Linked DNA regions of Mus musculus: all the other regions are linked to region 3. The links are chromatin contacts, called in public Micro-C maps. All regions are on one chromosome and are shown on one strand. The core of a region is the stretch at or near the end of the contact, and the rest is flanking DNA. Distances in the headings are between cores, read along the strand shown.

The links. Hi-C and Micro-C count contacts between places; a contact is called where the count stands out from the background.
Region 1: a contact with region 3 is called in a Micro-C map of embryonic stem cells, with 5 times the contacts expected there. The contact joins the promoter of Sec14l1 here to the promoter of Mgat5b in region 3. A contact is called at or near these places in 2 of 39 promoter capture datasets (embryonic stem cells and hippocampal neurons), 1 of 484 Hi-C or Micro-C datasets (embryonic stem cells) and 1 of 115 datasets of contacts at active chromatin or transcription factors (embryonic stem cells).
Region 2: a Micro-C map of embryonic stem cells shows a contact between it and region 3, with 1.9 times the contacts expected there. The contact joins the promoter of St6galnac2 here to the promoter of Mgat5b in region 3. A contact is called at or near these places in 1 of 484 Hi-C or Micro-C datasets (embryonic stem cells) and 1 of 115 datasets of contacts at active chromatin or transcription factors (pancreatic cancer cells).

The regions. Positions count from the first base shown.
Region 1 is chr11:117,113,767-117,117,256 of GRCm38.p6, forward strand. Sec14l1 (SEC14-like lipid binding 1) reads left to right here and starts at 1,402. Exons shown (of 16, transcript NM_001166506.2): 1 at 1,402-1,585; 2 at 3,394-3,486. The coding sequence starts at 3,424.
Region 2 is chr11:116,692,639-116,695,922 of GRCm38.p6, forward strand. It overlaps St6galnac2 (ST6 (alpha-N-acetyl-neuraminyl-2,3-beta-galactosyl-1,3)-N-acetylgalactosaminide alpha-2,6-sialyltransferase 2), which reads right to left and starts at 2,022. Exons shown (of 9, transcript NM_009180.3): 1 at 1,799-2,022. The coding sequence starts at 1,920.
Region 3 is chr11:116,917,477-116,920,518 of GRCm38.p6, forward strand. It overlaps Mgat5b (mannoside acetylglucosaminyltransferase 5, isoenzyme B), which reads left to right and starts at 1,387. Exons shown (of 18, transcript NM_172948.3): 1 at 1,387-2,067. The coding sequence starts at 2,000.

The DNA of each region.
Region 1 (3,490 bases), core at 152-2,651, 200 kb after region 3:
TATCTGTTTTGTACCCCCGAGGTCTGTGCTTTCCAGGCTGTGAATTGGCCCCATCTTCCAGTCTCTATTTCCTGTACATTTGTGGTTCATCTATAGGTTTGTCAGAATGGTGTGTTCTGGATAAGATCATCTCAATGGGTGCTGCCATTCACTCCTACCAGGAGCTCATGTTTGTCTTTCTTTCTTTCTTTCTTTCTTTCTTTCTTTCTTTCTTCCTTTCTCTCTCTCTCTCTCTCTCTCTCTCTCTCTCTCTCTCTCTCTCTCCCTTTCTTTCTGATACAGGGTTTCTCCGCGTAGCCCCTGGCTGTCCTGGAACTCACTCTGTAGACCAGCCTGGCCTCGAACTCAGAAATCTGCCTGCCTCAGCCTCCCAAGTGCTGGGATTAAAGGCACCACTGCCCAGCTCCCACAGCATCTTTTAAAGGTGAATGTGATCCCTACACGTGGACATAAGTCATCAGCAGCCTGAGTAGCGCGGGTAGCAGTGCTGGAAAATGACGGTTTGAGTTGGAAATAAAGTGTGATCGAGCAATGAATGATATGTTTGTGTGGTGGGTAAACAGGTCCTGAAGGAAATTCCCAAACTCTTGTGTGCAAGTACAGCCATCCGGGGTGACTAATGTGAACGGAACAACAGTGACACTGATGGAGAAATTGTGTGTTGCTTCTAAAACTAGCTTTTCTGTGTGGGTGGATGCGCCAGGTGTCCGCTTATTGTCACCCGCCCGTCTTCAGGACCCCTAAATGTCTCCGTGTGTGGCTCTTAAATTTTAAAGTTGGAGACGCTGAAACGCAAGGCACACCTAGCACCCCACTTGAGGTCCCTCCCCTTAGAGCCATCCCACAGCCAGACATTCCCCAACCATCTGGACGTGTTGACAAGGGTGCTTGGGTTACACCCATCTCCTCCCCACCCTGTTCGCTCCATCACCATTACTAGGCCAGAATGCAATCAGACACTATAGCAGTGCAGGAAAAAAAAGAGGAAGCCCACGAGGAAGCACAGACGGCGCAAGCGCGCAGCATTCAAGCTGGAGGGCCGGCTTAGCTGACATTCCGTAGAGGTCCCAGTTCCCGCTCCGGCTGGAGTGCGCATTTGAATCTTTTCTGGGGTCTGTGGCTGCTAACTGCGAAGCCTCGCCCGCCGCCACGGCCCTTCCCCCTTCCCACTGACGCCAAGAGAAGGAGCCTCTGGGGCTCGCTCCGAGTCCTGGCAGACCAAGTCCTGAGCCCCTCCTACGCACGCGCAGATCTGTAACTCGCGCCGGCGCAGTACGGCCCTTAGCCAGCCCGGCGGCCGCCCCTCCCCCTCCCTAGCAACCGCCTCCTGCTCCTTCCCCCGCCCCCTCGGCCTGGTGTGCGCACGCGCGCCTCTTCCGGGCTGGCCCCTCCCTCCCCGTCACCCGTAACAACCACTCGAGCCCTCGCCGCGCCCCTCGGCCCTCCCGCCCCGGCCCCTGTCCCCGGAACCGGCGGTCGAGCGGCGGCAGCCGAGCCTGTGGCACGGCTCTCTCTTCGGGGAGCCGCCGGCATGAACGCATCCCGCCACCGCGCCGCGTCCCCGACCCGGTCCTTCTGACAAGAGGTAAGCTCGCGTCGTCGTGGAGGGTAGGAGCGCGCCCGGGTGTCAGTCCCTGGCAGGGTCCCTCTGCTGCGACGGCCCGGGGCGCTCGCCATCTCGGAGACTGCGGAGCCAGCCGGGTCCCTCCGCCGCCGCCGCCCCCTCCGTCCAGCCCCGGCCTGCAGGGAGGCGCTCCCCCGGGGCCGACCCTGGGCTGATTTTCAAATACCAATTATCATGCAACAGAGGCAGCCCCGGCCTCCTGTGCCATTTGGCGGTGGTCACTCCGGATGCCCGCGCAGGGCGTGGATCTGGACCAGACCTCCCCAAGCCAAGATCTGGCCCAAGTTCAGGGAGCTGGCGAGCAAGCTGGTCCTTCAGTGTAGTCACTTGGTTAAGAGTTTCTTAATAAAGGCATCACGCAGTGCTTGCATCTTCTCTCCTACCCGTCAGCACCCGGTAATCATCCTCCTTTTATTTGAGAGATACCCGAAAACTAATTTTCTCAATTAAAAAAATATAAACGATTCTTAGTCTCCCCTCCGCGCACCGGCGTTGTAAGGTTTACGAGAGTGAATGGAACGCGGTCTCTGCGCTCCAGGACGCGTCAGCGCCTGAATCGAGATTAATGAAGGCTTGAGTTTGGAGAACCGAGGAGTCTGGTTTGAGAGCTGGGAGTGTAAGATCGTCTCACACAGATGGAATCAGGAAAGGCGAACGGCATGCTTGAGGTCACCCAGAGTTATTAGCCATTGTAGTTTTCCAACTGTTGGAAGGTGGTTTTCCAACGTAACCTGCTCCTTCCGAGTGCTATGCCAAGCAAACATACCAGAGAAAGTTCCAGACCTGTTTAAAGCAATGTAAACATTGTAGAAGTGCAGCTCTAGATAGCAATCCTCTGAAGTCTATCAGCGTAGGGGTTTTTTGTTTGCTTTTTTAAACACCTGTAATTTGGGATACCGAGATACTGGGTTTTGAACTTTTGAATGTCTTTTGACTGTATCTAGGTAAAATAACATCCTTATTGATTGAGCCCCAGTGGGACTACTGGGCTCACTGGACTTTCTTTCCTTTTTATATTTCTGTTTGTTTTTCTCCTCCTTTAAGTAGGTGAGCAAAAGGTTCTAGATGACTCTGAACACACAAGGGTGTTTGCCCAGAAAGCCGCCCTTGCCAGCACCCGAGTGATTCTGTATGCAAAGCAAGGTTCCTTGACCTCAGACTTGAGCATGTAATTGATTGCCTTGCGGTTCTCGGGTTCTCGGCTTCAGGAGGCTGGAGGGTTTTGGAACCCCTTAGCTGGAGCTGGGCAGCCTCCCTGCTGTTTGTAGACAGTCTCTGAAATCGGAGCGAGCAATTAGAAAACAGGAAACAACAAAGTTCCCTTTGAAGCCAGCACTTAAGGAGTATCCCATTATTTAAGAAGACAGTAAGGGTCGCTTGCTCCAGCTTTTTGTGTCATCCCCAGAACGGTTGCCATAACATGTTACATTTTTAGTTGGCTTCTTGTAGACATTGTTCAAGAGAACACCACTGAATCCTGGGACTTCATGGCTGCTGAAGACTAGATCTCCTGACCTAAGCCAGAGACTCTGCCCATACAGGGGGCAGAGGGCCTCCCAGGTGGCCCCTCCTTCCATGTGGGCCATCTTTGCTTGTTACTAACACCCTGATGCTTCCCCGTCAGACCGTTTCAGCGAATCCTCTTTCGTTTTCGTGTATGTTTGGAAATATGACCTGTGGTGGTCTCTAGGATGTGGCGGTACGAGAATCCAGACTCACTTTTCTTTCCTGTAATGTGGTTATTTATTACACGTATTTATGTTTTTCAGGAGTAAGAAGACTGCTATTGAATTACAACCATGGTGCAAAAATACCAGTCCCCAGTGCGGGTGTATAAACATCCCTTTGAGTTAATTATGGCTGTAA
Region 2 (3,284 bases), core at 772-3,271, 220 kb before region 3:
AGTTCCCAGATCGGAGAATTCTCTGTGAATAGATGGCTAGATCCCCCCTAAGATGCAGTGAGAGCCCCCTTGGACACTGCAGGCCCAGCCTCTCTCCTACCTGACTGTCACTTGGCCCTGATCACAAGGATGCTCATCTTCTGGCCATACTCAGAAAGCCACTTACCTTGCTGGACTACCTACCCTCCTCCTACAGCCAGGTTGAACCCTAACCTGCCCCTTCCTCCCTCACACCCAGGTTTTACTGTACTGTAGCAAACCCCAGCAAAAACAAGGAAAAGGACAGGCTTTCAGTTCCTAGCAGATGTTGTCAGGGGTTGTTGTCTTAGTTTTAGTACTGGGTACCAAACCCCAAGACTTCATCCATGGAAGGCAAACACTCTACCAACTGAACTATATCCCCAGCCCTCAAATCAGATTTTGAAAGGAAGAAAGTTCTCCTGAGAAGGAAAAAGGTTTTGCCAGATGCACTAGGGAGACACCTTGGGGCTTTTACCCCTTTCACAAAGAACTACAGTCAACTTCAGAACACTGAGAGCGGCAGAGGCAGTCTTCCACAGGAGAGGGCACGCCAGCTGGCTATCCAATACCAAGTGGTCAGCCCTGAAAGCATATGTACAAACTACATTATACAGACTGAGCAGGCTATATTTAGGAATATATATGTATATATATATATATATATATATACACACACATATATATACACACATACATACATATATGTGTGTGTATGTATATGTGTATATATTATGTATTCACATATACATATATGCATTATATATGTGTGTATATACATATATGTACATATATACATATGCATGTAACAACAATTAAAAATTTAAAAGGGGGCCAGCAATTTGAAACATCAAGGAGGAGTATATAGGAGACTTCAGAGGGAGGAAAAGAAAAGGGGCTACCAAGTACTTATGACCTCAAAAATAAAAGAAATAATAGCGATATTGTTTAAAAAGGAAAAGCTCTGATGAGGTGTGATCCAACTGTAACCGACCTCCCGTGTGAAGTCATGTTAGGCCCTTTCTAGGATGTTGCCAGCCTCAGCGCTGCCAGCTAAGGGGACCAGACTCAGTGGTTTGTTATTTTGCGACTGATGTGTGTCCTTCAGCCAGACACTAGATACCCACTTGTTCTCATCCCATCAAGGCTTGCTCAGGAGTGTGCAGAAGCTGCGTGCTGCGCTGTGCGTTTTTCCGGACCCCCTCGCCCAAGCCCAGATTCTAGGTATGGCTTAGGTCACCTCCCCGAAATAAAGCTAAACCCTCTCGAGGCTCCTTCAGTGAGCCAGGTGGAGGCTCAAAACAAGTTCTGTGTGTTTCCAGACGGAGTTTGCATTTCCCCAGGGCCATGCCCAGATGGAGCTTATCAAGCTAACTACTCAAACAAATAATAGATCCAGGTAAAAGGGAGCCAGGTGCAGGTAGGCCTGAGCTCAGAGTCCAGAGTGAGGAGTGAGCCAAGCAGTAGGAGACTGGCCACCTGAAGAGAAGGACAAAGTTGAAAAACAGGGGACTTGAGTCCCCACCCTAAAAGTGGATCCAGGAAGAAAGTGGCAACAGGGAGCTTCCCAATTAGGCCTGGACGGAATTCACCAAAAACGCCAGGGTCGCCAGCGTGCTCCGGACCGAGCAAAGGCCCCAGGGTCCGGGAGGCAGCCTGAGATTAAGGCGGCAAAAGGCGCGTCGCCGCTTCGAGTCGCTCCAGGGTGTCCGCGGGCGTCCGGAGAGCTGGGAGCGCACGCCCTCCCCGCGCCCTGGGCGCAGCGCCCCGCAGCGCTTACCTGGCGGGAACCTGGGTCTCAGGGGACTGCTGCCCCGCCGAGGAGTACAGCATGAGGAGGATCCCAGAGCTGGTGGCAACGAGCAACAACATCCGAAAGAGCCAGCGGCGCGGGAGGTCCATGTGAGCCTGGCCGGGGTGCGCCCCGTCTGCCGCCCTGCTCACCGAGCCCCCGGCCGGAGAGGACCGTCCCAGTGGGACCCGCGGAGGCGGCGGCCCTGCTCTGCCCCGCCCTGCCCAGGGCGGGCTGCCGCGCGCCTCCGGGTCCTGCAGCTCCCCCCTGTGTCCTCGCCAGGCCTTAGGTCGCAGCAACTCCAGAGACTGAGCGTCTCTAAGGCCGTCGTGCAGCTGCGGATGGCTGGAGCCGCGAGCGCTGTTCCAGGGCTGTCCCCGGGGGACTTCGATGGCGGCTACCCCTGAGGCTGCTCTCCAACGAGAGCCACACCCCGGATGTACCTATTCCAGAGTCGGGCAGGGATGTACGGTTCTCACCGTCCAGGGCAAGCATGTGCAGTGAAGGGTGGGAAGGGCACGAGGAGACAAGGCTGTCTGCTGCCCTGATTGAGCACTGTGCGCTTAGGGATGTCCACCCCAGGTTTCTGGACCAGAAGCCGGTGGCTGGCAGCTGTGAAACAATCTGGCCGGCTCCCTCACAAGGACCGAGGACTTGATGGGTTAAGGCTCTTGTACCTTATGTACTTGCAGAAGAGTATATTCAAATAATGGAAGGAAACCCCTTAGCTTGGATTTGGGGTTAAAGGTGGAGGGTTCAGGTAGGGAGCCGCCGGCCGTGGGGTGCACTAAGGGGCTTAGGTTGTCATCTGTTTATTTGGTGACTACCCATTGAGATGGAGGACGTCACGCAGGGAGCCCGCGGTGATGGTTGTTACCTCTCTGTTTGGCAACACGCAGAAAAGCCAGGCCTCTCCATGCGCTGCTCAGACTTGGCCTGAGAGGCGGAGAGACTGGGAGAGGTGGAGCATCAACATCGCCCGGGGCTGGGGAAACTGGCCTGCTCTTTGGAAGCAGAGCCCTTTCTGTCTGTGAGCCATCGGTGGTGTGTTCTTCAGTATAGTCTGGGAGAGTGGACCTCGGCTCCCCAAGCTTTAATCTGGTCTGATAGCTGAGAAAATTGGGGTTCACGAATTGGTATCTGCCCAGTGTCAGACCCTGGGTCTGTGGATAAGAGCAGCTTCTTCAGTCTGCGACCCAGTCTTGTGTGGGCCAGGACGGAGTCCCTGGAGTGTAGCCAATCAAATCAATCCTGCCCTTTGTTCCCGAGCTGAAAGTGTCGTGGTGCTAATGGCCACAGCTAAGAATTTGTGCTTTCACGTTTTGTTTTATTCTCCATGTCCATACACTTGTTGATGTGCAGGCACACGTAATTTGTAGAAGATCTCGTTCTCTCCTTCTACCAAGTTTGTCCCAGGAATTGAACTCGGGACCTTGGGCTTTATCTGCTGAGCCATTTTGATGGCCCCTGATTT
Region 3 (3,042 bases), core at 137-2,636:
CGCCCTGGGCAGGTGGTTCTGGGTGGTGTAGAAAGCAGACGGGAGCCTTGGAGAGCAAGTCTGTAAGCAGCACTCCCCCACGGCCTTTGCACACACCCACCCACACACACCCCCACAGTCTCTCTGTCAGCTCCCGCCTTCAGGTTCCTGCCTTGTGTTTCTGCCCTGACTTCCCTTCATGATTGACTGCCAGGGGAAAGTGTTAGCCAAGCATAGCCTCTCTTCCCAAGTTGCTTTTGGTCAGGATATTTATCTCGGCAACAGAAACCTAATTAGGACACCCGTGTTTTCTTCCATCTTAACCTGGTTCCATCCAAGCACCCTGGCATCCCCAGGCCCTTTGCAGCTTTCTCTGCCTCCCTTGAGCCTTTCCTTACCAGCGGTGACTGCTTTGTCTGCTTCTCCACCAGCGTTCACCTGTTACCTAGTTGCCTTACTCCCGCCAACGAGAAAACAGGCGATAAATTGGTGTTGGCGAATTGATGTGTTCGCTCGCTCGCTAGGTAGCACATTTGCATTGAGCAAGGGCAGTCTGACCGTGCCTCAGTGAAAGAGTGACGGATGGAGGAGGGAAATTCGGGCACTCCAGCCAGCTGGCTAAGGAAATGTCTGAGGGCGATGGGGTCTCTGCTGGGCCTCTAAATCATGCATCTTGTCTGGGTGCCTCCAGCTGCCACAAGCCTGGGTGATAATTTCATTCCTGGCTGTCAAGACCAAACTCACATCAACTCTAAGTGAGGAAGTGACAGGACAGTACACACACACACACACACACACACACACACACACGCAGGGATGGTGTGCGCAGGGCTCAACAATGCTAAAATTTAAGCCTGTGGGTTTGGGAATTGACTTTAAAGAGCCTTGGTGAGCTTTTTGGTCATTAGTTGTATACTAGAAAGCCCGTTAACTCAGTGATTGAGAGGGTCCAAGGCTAGACCTCAGGCATACAGCTGACGGCTCCTGGCATGAATGCCACAGCCCCAGTTTATTATAGGCAAGTGAGAAGTGGGAGGACTCGGGGAGTTTCTCAGGGTGGGTGGGTGTTGCCGAGAGAATCAGCGGGTGAGAAGCCATAGGTACGGAAGCTCTTGGGGGTGGTAGTGGTGGCTCGTGCTCTGCAGGAGAGACAAGGGTCCCCTCTCCGCGCCCCATCTCCCCTGCGCGATGCAGTTACCGGAGCAGCCTCGGCTCTCCGGTCTGCTGGATGCCCTAGGAAGTTGCATGGTCCAGGGAGGGGCGCAGAGCCATGGCTCCCGCGCTCGCGTCCCCCTCCTCCTCGCACAGCCCGGGGAGGGAGCGCAGCGAGACTGCGGCCACCAGATGGCGCTCAGGCGCCGAGGAAACGCGAGGCCGCTCCCGGGCCGCCTCCTCAGAGGGAACAATGCGGCGCCTCGGGTTGTAGCGCCGCGCGGGAGCCCGGAGCCCGGAGCGCGGGTGGCCGAGCGACCGAGCGGGCGAGCGGGCGGGCGAGGACGAAGGCAGGCGAGCGCGCAGCCGTTCCTTCCCAAAGCCATGGGCGCGGCGCTGCGCGCGGCTGCAGAGCGGCGCGGCCGGAAGGTGCGGGGGGCCGGGGTGCGGGCCTGGGGCCGCCTCTAGCCGGCTCTGAGGGCGCGGGCCCCGGGAATGAGGGCGCCCGCCGCGGGAAGCCCGTTTGCGCGCCGCGGCGCCGTCCCGCCCAGCCAGCGAGCCTAGCAGGCAGACGCGCGGCCGGCGATCTGGGGGCGCGCCGCCTCGCCTTCCCCAAAATGTGAATCGGGGAGGGCGGAGACGCAGAGAGCGCCCGGCCCCAAGCTCTCGCCGAACCCCTGCCCTGCGCGCCCAGGCCGCGCCGTGCCCCGCGCGGGGCTGCAGAGCCACCGTGCCCCGCGCTCCCTCGGTGCTGCGACCCCCCGGCTTCGGCCCGCAGCGGCTTCGTGGTTCCCGAGGCGGTCAGAGCCGGGCCCAGGACGGTGCGTCCGGCCTCGCCCCCGGCTTCTCGCCCAGACAAGTTTGAACAATGATCACAGTCAACCCAGATGGGAAGATAATGGTCAGAAGATGCCTGGTCACCCTGAGACCCTTTCGGTAAAGTTCTCTACTGGTTGGCGCAGGGAGGTCAAGACCTCCCCAAGGGGACTCATGGTGGAGCTGGGCGAGGTCGGTCCCCTCAGGGGGTGCGAGTTCGGGTGGCAAAGGAGGTTCGCGAGTCTATTCTCGATGAGGGCCATGGGGATGGGAAGACGGAATTAGATAGGGTTGGGGTATGTGTGTGTGTGGGGGGGTGCGGGTCTGGATCTTTCTTGAGTTGACCAAGATTGGAACGATATCAGGTATAGAGAGGTGAGCATGGAGTCAGAAAACACCAAGATCAAGGTCCTGGGCTCCAAAGTGGCCCCAGCCAGCAAGTCCCTTTCCTGCCCCTTGCGGTCTTTTTCATCTCTTGTCGGTCCTATCTGAGCTGCGAAGTTACTGTGGGGTGCCTAGGAAGCACCCCTGGTGTCCCGCCTGTCTCCTAGGTCGGCCCGCCCATCCTCTGCCTAGTTCATCCCCCTTCCTCTCCCCCTCCCTCCCCCTGCATCTCACTCATCTTCCTGGTGGGGGACAAACCTGGGTCTGACAGGAACGTCCCCAAGATTGGGGCAAGGACCCCCTTCTGCTAGGGATTCACTCCCAATCGCGGATCTCCAACAGACTAGATAGGCATAGCAGGTGCATGGAACACCTCCCTCCCTCCCTCCCTCCCTCCCTCCCTCCCTCCCTCCCTTCCCGTGGACAGTCCTGGCCAGGCAGGGGTGCAGTTTGTGAGAGACTCGCTAAGACCTGTTGGTCCAAGAAGGGACCCCACTTCCTTCCCCCAGACTCCAGCAGAGCTAGGCCCCGAGGCCAGACTAGGGGAGAGGGTGTCTGGGAGGCCTGAAGTACTGCCTTGTTTGGCAGCTGGGCTTCAGAAGACACAGAGGGAGAGATGGGCACCGTTGTGGGGGTGGGACTCGGGACTAGGCCACAGGTGGAGTCCGATCATAAACCTTAAGGCAGGTGCTGGCTTTTCTCCCAGGTTCT